Regions from separate parts of the Gossypium arboreum genome. Here region 2 is linked to region 1. The links are chromatin contacts, called in public Hi-C maps. All regions are on one chromosome and are shown on one strand. The core of a region is the stretch at or near the end of the contact, and the rest is flanking DNA. Distances in the headings are between cores, read along the strand shown. Region 1 holds the start of LOC108487017 (protein NUCLEAR FUSION DEFECTIVE 4). Region 2 holds the start of LOC108489468 (ABC transporter I family member 11, chloroplastic).

Region 1 (5,628 bases), core at 1,225-3,724:
ATTTAAAAATTTTATCGAGTTTTTCGAATCGAATCGGATTTTACTCACCCCTAGTTTGAAGTAGAAAATCTGGAAAGATTTTCCACTGAAGAAAGCAGGAAACCCGGAAAATGGAGGTAAGGGAAAGAAAACACTTTTGTACAAGAAATGCATACCTTAAGAAATGAAAAATAGAAACCAAAATCAGAGGATTGTAATACCAATTTATGTGACTTAAAACAATATGATCATCATATCATTAGCACTCATTAACACTTAGGTGTGCAAGGTAGAAAATAAAATTTGAGTGTGCTTGATAGGAAAAAAAGAAAGAAAGGAAGAGAAAATAAGAGAAATGATCCTAGTGCGTAAAAACAAATCATTTCAATTTGAAATGATGAGAGAAAATGAGATAGAGATATACATTTTTCAAAGGTTTTTTTTTTTTTTTTTTCCTTCTCATTTTTCAACTCTATCAGCTGTAGATGAAAAAAATTACTAAAAAATATTTTTTTCTTTCTATTTCTAGTCTTTCAATTTTCCATCTTTCCAATTTTCTTTTCATTATACCAAACAAAGCCTAAGATTAGAACTACACAAGTTGCTTGATTCTGATTGCTAATAATCTTCTCAAGACTCATAAAACTATAAGCTCGTAATCATAATTCTGCTCTCCAAGATTTACTCAAGCCTGTAAGTACCTTTGTCCCTCCACTCCCACCCAAAACATACAAAAAGTTTTTGAATGATTTCTCCTTTGTTAGTGGATGAACAAAAAAAAAAAAACACTTTTTGAGGCCATGAGATAAGCAGAATACCAACCAATCTAAATGTTTAAAAGAAAACAATTAAGAACTTGGTGATATTTCAGGAGGCTTTCAGAAGAGAATTTATCTACCATTAATAAAGTACTCATTCCTCACCAACAACCAATATTGTAAACCATGAGGAAAAGAAAAGCATTGACACTTAAAAATGCATAATACAGAATCAGAAACCATAAATCCAATACGGTAAACTGGTAAGAATCTCTAGGCTGCTTTTTCAGGCAGGTAATAGGAGGGCCTACTTATAGATAAGCTTCAGGCTTAAAGCATCAAGACACAAAGATATAATTGATCTGCATATAGCAAGACAGACTGGGATATAATTTTGCTTGAAGTCATTATTACATAACTTGATGAGCTTGGTATCACGAAAAATAGCACCAAATCATATTACTACTCAAAGTATTCAAGTGCAGGTCATAAAACACTTTTTCTCCCAACTTTATTAAGCAATTCTTCTGGTGGAGGACAGTGGACAGATTCATGGTCTTTCGTGAGCTATTAAGATTAGATCTATTTGTTGTCATTCATGGGGCATCACAGTGTTTGAACAAGCTCCAAAGGAAACATATAAAGCAGATGATTTTCCTATATCATAGCAATCCCATCTCACTTTAGCTGGTTCTATCACACCATATAAAAACTAAACTAAGATTTCCAATAATAGTAATAATAATAAAATAATGGAATCATCATGATTAAACAGTCCTCATGAAAACCTTATGGAGAAACAACCAAAAAGCAATTTGTAAAACCAATCCAATTAAGAAGAATTCACATAATTAGACAATAATTGCAAATAGATAGACAACTGATAATAGAACAAATTTCAGTATAACTAATAATAAATAATAAAATAAAAACCAATGACTAATGTCATATAAAACTAAATTTAAAACTTAAACCCATAGAATTGAAACCATGAAACATGTGATGTGAAGACTTACCACCCAGTAAGGCAGAGGATGAATAGTTTGGCTAACATCAAGCCAGATAACACCATATCCCAAGAAACAGGCAAAGACCCCAACAAGCAGCACAGTCCAAGGAGGGAAACGATTACAGGCAATACCAGGGAGGAGTCCAACACTCTCTCCAATATCATTTGCTACTCCCAAGAACGTGAGCTGTTGCTGACTCAACCCCGACACCGATTTCAGAGCAGAAGAATAGAGTGTGAAGTTGGTGGCGTTCCCAGCTGATATCTGAACCCATAAAGCAGCTGCCAACCCAACCCATGGCGGTCTGCTCCCCGCTTTCAGCTTCAATTTTGCCATTTGCTAATCGCTATCGTTGAAGAGCTACTTTTTCTTGGTTGAACTTGTTTGCTGATTTAGTAAGTGGCGACGATCGCCTATATAAAAGATTAAAGAAACAGAGCTGTTTATAGAATTTATTACTACCACCAACTATTTCCTTTTAAAACAAAAATAATTACTAGACTAGTAGTTTTTTTCAAAGGTTTTCAGAGATTTTCAATATAAATTTACACATGGATTGAAAAGGCCTTCGATTAAAATAACTCAATCATTCCCTTTGTCTTGTTCTTACTTTCTTTTCTTATCAACCGACACGTTCAGACGTTATTGTAGCTTGAGATAAAGGAGACAATAAGATAATTAAAGGCATTTGTGATTAGGCAAGGTGGGTTATTATTCCTCTAAATCCAAATTTCTCTGTGAAGTTTACAAGGGTTTAATTTATATTTGAAATTTAATATATTTTAGAGAATTTAATTTTGTATTTTTGGATTTTAAAATGTTAATTCAATTATTAATATTATTAAATTTTTTATTAAATTGAGGTTCATTAAAACGTTAACTTTTTGTTATATGATTATCAAGTAATTTTTTTTTAATTTTATAATATCGTACTAATGAATTTAATAGAAGAATTTTAACTATGTTAATAATTTGACATCAATTTTAACATTTAAAAGTTAAGGGACTAAATTCTTAAAAATAAAAGTAAAAGAACTAAATTTCAAATGTAAAAAAGTATAGGAACTTGAAACATATTTAACCCAAAAATTATACTGACGAAAATAAGTTTGAAAAAAATGTTAAGACTGAACTCGAATTTTAGACATATTTTTAATTATTTAATTTAAATTTATTTGTACATAATTTAAATTATATAAAAATTAAATATATAGTACTATGTATAATGTCAACATTAAATAAAAATGTTTTAAATTGAAAGTTGCATGCGAACAACATAATTATTTGATTGAAAAATATGTTGAAAATATTTCTGAATTAAAAATATGATTGGGATCTTTGAAATTTTACATTACACACACAAAAAAAAAAAAAAAAAAAGAAGTTATGGACTAAAACTCTGTTGGGTTTAAGTATTGGGTTATAGTTGATTGGGCTGAATCGTAGGTATGGGAGAGTTAAGTAAAACGGTGCGTAGAGCAAGGATTAATGAAACGCATTGTTTGGTCATAATTTTAGTCTGTTATTTTAACTACTTTTGAAAGTTGCAATTTTATTTCTTTTCATCCCTATAAAATCGGTGTAATAGCAGTGTCAGTTATGGAATGAAAACTATTATTCACACTAATTTCTCTCTCAATTTCTCGCTTCTCCAAGTTCTACTTCCTTCCTATTTTTCGATTACGATCATAACAAGGTATCAAAGCTCCAACGTTCCTATGGCTGGGGATGGTGTTACCACACGAGGGCAGAAGGATGTGTTTGTGTTGTAGCAGGATTTAATGAAGGTTCAGGGTGAGTTGTATCAACTGGATGCTAAGTGGGGGACTAAGCTGGAAGCTAGATGACAAGGATTCTAGAAGGATATGCGACAGGAAATGCGCTCTCTGTTTGAGTAGTTTTTGGGGAACTTTTCCTCCCCGAGTGCGATGGCTGCTGCTAAAGGGAATGGAGTCTTGGGAGGGCCACCTCCTGGATTTACTCCCAAAGACCCTTTGGAAATGCCTCAACCTTGTGCCGATACCCTTGTACCTTGATCTGGTTTCCTTCAAGAGTGTCCTTATAGGTTGGAATGCCCTAGATTTGATGGTTTCGATTTCAGAGGTTGGTGGTCGGAGCTTCAACAATATTTTGCAACTGAGGGTGTGCCAAAATGTGACAAGGTATGGACTGTTATGCTGTATCGAAGGGTCGAACACTGGACTGGTATCACTTCTATGCACAGAGGCCTGGAGATCCGCACCTGCTAGATTGGACATGCTACGCAAACAGCTTGAAGGAGCGTTTTGGATCTAGTATATCTTCAAGGATTCAATGGTTGAGCTGGTCACCTTGAAGCAGCAAGGTTCTGTCGAGCATTACCATGACCCGTTTGTAAGTATCCTAACACAGCTGTAGTTGCCTGAATCATATGCCCTCAGTATATTTGTTAGCAATTTGAAGTTGGAGATAAGCCGATATCGACAGCTTTTTAAATAAATATGTTGGAAAATCGTGTTTGAAAAACGCAACATAAAATAAGTTTAAGAAAAAAATCAGAGTTTTAATTTTTTTTTCCAAAGCTAGAACTTGGTTGTGATAAATAAAGTTATAAATACTTAATTAAAATTGTACATTTTTTAATCGTCTAAAAGAACGTTACGATCGAGTAGTCTTCTCCGTTATCCTCAAGCTCATTCGAATAAATTTTTTTTTCACAAAATTACTAGTGGGGTAATTTTACAATTTCTCTAAACTTCTATGTCAAGTTGTAAATAAAAAAATATCTCTAAAAATCTTCTGAAATAATTTTTTCGTAGAAAGAGTTTAAAGAGTTCAACAATGATTAAACTTAATCACTTTAATATTAAATTAATAAAATACTATCAAGATAAATTTTAAATTTAATTTAATATTAAAACAATTAAAATAATATAATTTTGGAATAATTAATTTGAAATCAAATTATCTGGTAAACTCCTAGTAGGAGTGTAATTCTTCCATTACTCAACCACTGAAGAACCACCGCCAGCCACCAAAATGTTGTGGTCGCCACCTCCGACACGTCGTGTCCGGTGGTGTCATCGCAAGTGCGACACCCTTACGGCACCTTGAGTAGGTTCGGCTGTTGCTGGTTTAGTTCGGGCCTAGTGACGACCCAAATGGTCTAGTCCTGCCACCGGTTGGACTATCGGTTCGACCAATTTTTGGGTCTCGGTCTCGATTTTGAGTTCTCGGGCCCAATTTTCGATTCCAGGTCTAATTTTTAAGTTCAATTACCCATTGGGTCAATTGTCTGACTTGAAAATTAATTTTTAAAAATATCATATTAATTTTAATTAATTTGATTAATTTATTTTTACTTGATCAAAACTAATTTTCTCAAAAACCATTTAGATTTTCCAAATTAATTTTTCAACAAAATTTTTTAATCAAATTCGCTAGTTAAACAATTCTCACGACTGCCTAATTTAATTTCACATCGAATAAATTGACTCAATTAAATTATTTTTAAAGTCGTAGAATTTTTTTCTAATTCAAATGCAATCCGATCGAGCTTTTGTTAAGCTAGTGGAGGGACAAATCAGATATATATAATTAGGCCCGAGTAATTACAATTATGTCTAGAAGTATCGTTTCGATAATTTAAAATTTACTTAATCATGGAGTCAGTCCACAAGAAGTAACATGATTGAAAATTTCTTATTGTATACTCTCTACAAAAGCAATTCATCCAATTGCTTTATCCAATGACCTCGTAATGTGTGTTACTCTCATATGGTATCCTTAATTCATTTGAGTTAAATTCGTTCACTCAATACAATCCTATTTTATCTTATTGTCATCATTGTCTCTTTTTAATGAATAATATGATCACTGCCAACAAATAGCTATAATAAATC
Region 2 (5,838 bases), core at 1,809-4,308, 250 kb before region 1:
GAGAAATGTCAATAACCTGAGCAATATTCTAAACTAAACCACTAGCTGCTCTTCCCTCAGAAATCCACCCATTTCCATCCTCCAAGATTGATCAACTAACTCTTCTAGCTCTCTGAAAATAAACCAAAATGCTCCATAAGCTGAAAGTATTAGCACATACAATCGAAAGAGAATTAGAAACAACAAAGTTCGATTTATTGCATCTTGGATATCATCATATAAATCATAAAAGGGTTTAGGTACAACATATATCAACTTGGATTGATTAAGTTGTACAACTCATTATTATAAAAGAGTTGTTAGAAGACGGCATTGGAATTGAATGAAGAGAGACGGTTCTTACCCAGTTCTCTTTTACCCAATTATGACATACATAAGCTAGATATTATAATACTCTAATATAACACTCCAATGGAAAAAAACTAGAATGGAAATCAAAGACTTACTTGAGATCATGACTGACAACAAGTATGGTTAATTCTTTCTTCAGATGCTTCAAAAGTTTAACAACATCTGCACGCGCCTTCCAATCTGATTTTGCAGAAGTATAAGGAACAATAAGATTTAGAGGGTAAAGAAATCTGAAAGTGAACTATTTATAGACATGTCAAAGCCAAATCAATTAGTACAATTTCTTGGTGCTTTTGAAAGCACTTCATAAGTCATGCTCTATCCAGGAACTCTAGTTTCTAAACTATATCATAAACAGAAGATAACATAAAATGTAAGAAAACAGAATAGAAAAAGCAATGCCATACCAAGACCAGCGAGAGGCTCATCCAATATTAATAAGTCAGGGACTTGTGCCTTCAGCCATCAGACAATGAAAAAGAACAACAAGAAAAAGAATTATAACCAAAATAATTAGTGGCCAGAAATCATGTCAAGATATAAATAATCACAAAAGAATTGGCATTATGAATATCCTTGTTTAAAAATTGTACTGCAGATTGCAAATAACTCGCTAGGTCCTTACTAATTGAATTGCAAGAGCAAGCCGTCGTTTGTAACCACCACTTAATGAGTGAGGATCTTTATCCAAGGAGATACCATTCAATCCAACCTAACATCATTTAAAGAATTCATCTTAGATTTGGCTAAAATGAAGGCTTTAAGAACAAATACCCACCAAAAGCAGTACATAGGTGAGAGGGAAAGTTTAATGACCCCAAGTAGATAAAAAAAATGATATGAGCATGCATACCCAATTAAACGCTCTTTGGAGATTTAATGCCAGATGCTCCTTCAATTGAGGTCCACCCCTTTGCCTTGGCCAGCCAAATGTAACTTCGTCAAGCACATTGTCCGCTACAAAATACCTAGCCAGCAACATATAGAACTTACAAGAAGTAAGAACATGAACAACGATAGAGAATAAATTAAGTTGACAATATATAAGAAGAGTTCAAACTACTAATTGGTATTAAACCAGTTAAACATTAACCAAATAAAAAGAAGCATTTTGCTTAATGGGCATAAAACATTGCATTAATAACAGAAGCAAGAGTTTTCATCAACAAGATACAGTACCAGGATAAACATGCATGTTCCTAAGACATCTTTGAAAGATTGCAAAAGCAACTACTTAAGAAAACTCAAAAGTCCAGCAAACATGCAAAAGATGACCCATGAAGAAAAAATTACAAGAATGTAGCTATCAAAGAGATCCAAAATCCAATCAAACAAACAAAGACGAACAGAATTTTTCAGTTGATATGATGTACCTCTCTGGGAACTGGAACACAATACCAACTCTTTCTGGAACCAATGACTTCGGAGATTGAGTTGGTTTGCCATCATCTGTATATCTCTGAATAAAAATAGAGCCTGACGTTGGTTTGCTCAATCCTGCAAGTAGCTGAAAGGAGAAAGAAAAATAAGAGACATACAAGGTATATAAAGTGAATGATCAAAAGCCCACATATACATATATAGCAGACCTGCAAGAGCGTAGTTTTTCCACTTCCACTCTGTCCAAAAATTAAGCCAAAGCTGCAACAATTCACACAAACCATTTACTCCATAACAAAAAGTCAGCTTTGAAGGTGCAGCAGGATATTCCAATGTTGTATGATCATTCTCTTTTTTTTTTTTTTCGAGAGCTTACATCCGATCAGCTGATAAATTGCCCAATGTTCCTAAGAGTATTCCCTATTCAACATTGATTTTAAAATAGTAATATTCTATTATTGACAAATAAAGCATTTACCTTCTCTCCGGAAGTGAAAAGCTAACTCCATTCAAAAGGTTAATCTGAGTCCCTGGAGGTCGATAATGAACATCCTTAACCTTGAAATGACAAGATGCAAGGTTTCAGCAAAGTCCATCACTTTCAATATTACCATTCAATCAAAACAAACAAACCCCATTAATAATAGCATTAAAAAAACCATCCATCTGCAAAATAAAACAGCTATAAAATACAAATTTAATAGTCATATTCACCAAATGCAATCCCCCAAACATGTTTAAGCTACCGCTATAATTATCAATTTGGTGCGTGCAAAATAATAACATCAAAATTATTACTCTAAAGAAAACTGACGAAGTAAAAACAACAAAAAGAAACAATTAATTCCCTAAAACCATAAAAATAAGATTAAAAGAAAAAACTTACTTCCAAGCAAGAGTAATCACATGAGATTTTAATGACTGGAGTTCTTTTGAAGTTCAACCTGAAAAAAAAAAAAACATTCTTTGAACAAATTCCTTTATTCATAGGGATTAGTGACGTTCTGCTGGTTAATAAGCTTACATGGATGGCGATTTCGAGGAGATTAAGGTTAATGGCTCGGTAATTCTGGAACCGAATAAAGAAGACGCTGTGAAAGTAAAAGCCGCCATGCTGGGTCCGAAAATGAAGTGAAATTCAATATTAAGATTATCGAAATGAAGAGAGGTGAGTGAGTAGGGGAAGAGGAGGAACACGGCAGTCGACGGTGGTGCAGCAGGCGTTTGGCGGGACTGAAAGTAGATGAGGCTTTGTATTATTTTTGGTGGAATTAGTACTCATTTTAATGGATCACCTCAATTTACCAAAAACAATCATTGGGCCACCGCAGCAAGCCCAAAAATAAAAATCTTCATTATGTTATAAAATAAAGAATAAAAAAGAAAGATAATAAGGAATAACAAACATAAAATATCAAAAGAGAAGTAATTTTATTAATCAATACAATGCATATTTAAAAAATATGAATGAAATAAATTTTTATTACTAATGAATTTTAGAGTTGTAAAGTATATAAAAGTTCTTATCATGGACATCCATTTTATAATAATAAAATATTTATAACATTTCCCTTCAATGTCCATTAATAGATAATGTGTAATGGCTTGATTTCCAGTGGTATCAGAAAATATGGTTTTAGATCCCGTTTTCATAAACTGAGTCTGTAAATATTAAATAAGGATATTTTCAGAGTTAATATTTAGATGAATTGAAATTAAGATAGTTAATTAAGTCGAAATTGTGTTTAATTAAGACCCATAAACTAAATTGTCAAATACAATTGTTATGAATTTTTAATTAGTAAATGGCTTGGGGACTTCAATTGGAATTAACCAAATATCCAAAATAAAAATTAGACCATGCTCAACCATGAGATACTGGACATTAATGGTAGGAGTAGATTAATTTAAGTAATTAAGGGTTTATTTAATTAAACATAATCAATTAAGTAATTAAAGGTTAATTAACATATAAATAACAAACAAAGTGGAAAGGAAGAGAAAATATGTCATCTTCTTCCCCAAGCTATGAGAACCAAAACAAAAAAAAAAAGAAAAGAAGACGCTTTAAGGGTTCAAACAATTAGCCAATAATTAGGTAATGCAATTAAGTAATTTTTTTTTTTGTAGTTTTTATAAATTTGAAGTCATGGGAGCTTGATTTAACTAGCTCAAATACCAATTTGTGAAACTGTTAGAGTTTTAGAAAGTTTCCATGTTCTAAAGATTTAGGTGTTAAATTGATCGAAATTAAGCTTAGTTTAAGAAAATGACTTAATTGTAAAGTCTAATTGCTAGTTTAGTATATTATGGACCAAATTGAATAAAATGTAAAACTGTTAAAAAAATTGATAGGAATAGAAAATAGAAGTTCCCTAATGAATATATGTGAAATTAGATTTTAATTCGAAGGTCTAAATTGAAAGTTATGCTTGTCTTGGAAATATGTATAACTTTGTAATTGAATGTGAATTTGATCTGGAATTTGATATTGCATATTTTTGTATTATTATTCGTATATAAAGATGACGTAGGACCGCTGAAAGGGAAAGGAACTCGAGTTTTCAATTTGTATTCCAATGATTCAAATCATTATAGTTGTTGCATATTTATACTGTTTTGCATAGTATGATATTGAGGTGAGTTGAAAATGATTACCTGGATTGAATTGTTATGATTGAGATTGGTTATTGAAATAGATGGCTAAACTGAATAGAATTGAAAATAGTGTAACTTGATGAAAATATGAAATTGCCTTTGAATTGGGTTGAATCATGTTATGTTATGTAATGAAATGATGAATTGGTTGATGAATTGAAAACGATGAAATGTAAATTTAGTTCTATAATGAATTGGATAATTGCTTACCCTATTAATTATTTGAGCAAAATCGGATATATTTGGCATGTCATATGATAGATTGAGTATAGATTACTTCGGCTATATGTCGATGAGTGCTGGGCATATTTTCCTTCAGACATTTCGATGAGTGCATGGCATAACTTTTATTTTGGTTATACCGATGAGCACTGGGCACAATCTATTTACTTCAGACATTCCGACGAGACATTGGGTGCCAAATTGGTATGTTGGTTGGGATCCGTGTATCCGTTCGAGTCTGAGTCATGCTAATAGAGAACATAAATGGTGAATTGGTTGATTGATATTTGGAAAATGATTAAATGTTATAAAGTTGAATTATAGGTATTTATAAACAATATTGATTATTGATAGCATGTGAAATACCATACGAATCGATTAACGAGCCTGAGGGTCGATATGGTAAGATAACAAATGAATTGATTCGATTCAGAAACGAAATGTGATATGATTAAATGTTGAAAATTGAGTAGGAATGCAAATATTATTGACATTAATGGTATTGGTATGATATGGATACTTAGATTGATAATTTAGGTAATGTATAGTTGATCCATTTGATAGAATTGGTGTAATTTGTAGCATATATAGATATATGTTGATATGTTGATTGAGGATGAACATGAATTGTATATGAATTGATTGTTATTAGGATATGAAGTTGAATATATGCAATTGATTGAAACTTATATTATTTTGATTTGAATCATGAAAATACCACTAAGCTTTATTGCTTAGCGTACGATTTGTTTTCTCGTGCACAAGTTTAGGTACATCTCGAGGTCCCGAGCATTGAATCCAGCATCCAACCTGTAATCCTCAACTCATCAATGTTTTTAAAGTCTCTTTTTGGTTTGTTATATGACATGTACCTAGTTAAAGTCAATTTTGAATTAAAGTGTGAACATTTAATGTATAACACCCCCTAACCCTTATCTGTCGCCGGAATTGGGTTACGAAGCATTACCGGACATTGTAGATCAAATACGAACATTTAAAAATCATTTAGACATCATAATTTAATCATATTGTCCCTCTTTTGAGCCATCGAGACCCAAAATATGTGTTAGAAAAAAAACGAAACTAAACTGGGTACTCTAGAAATTTTTCCTAGGTACAGGGGACACGCCCGTGTGGTCAAAGGACATGCCCGTGTGGCTATTGGACATGCCCGTGCCTCAGGCCGTATTTGACCCAGTGTAACTCTCTGACTTAGGTTACATGGCC

The links. A called contact is a pair of places that touch in the nucleus more often than the background predicts.
Region 2: a contact with region 1 is called in a Hi-C map of leaf, with 2.9 times the contacts expected there. The contact joins the promoter of LOC108489468 here to the promoter of LOC108487017 in region 1. A contact is called at or near these places in 2 of 5 Hi-C or Micro-C datasets (both in leaf).

What each region holds. Positions count from the first base shown.
Region 1 is chr10:11,269,041-11,274,668 of ASM2569848v2, reverse strand. LOC108487017 (protein NUCLEAR FUSION DEFECTIVE 4) reads right to left here and starts at 2,474. Exons shown (of 4, transcript XM_053019788.1): 1 at 2,358-2,474; 2 at 1,754-2,160. The coding sequence starts at 2,083.
Region 2 is chr10:11,522,829-11,528,666 of ASM2569848v2, reverse strand. It overlaps LOC108489468 (ABC transporter I family member 11, chloroplastic), which reads right to left and starts at 3,058. Exons shown (of 16, transcript XR_008272991.1): 1 at 2,756-3,058; 2 at 2,618-2,675; 3 at 2,210-2,289; 4 at 1,941-1,992; 5 at 1,725-1,858; 6 at 1,205-1,319; 7 at 977-1,063; 8 at 759-807; 9 at 447-531; 10 at 17-112.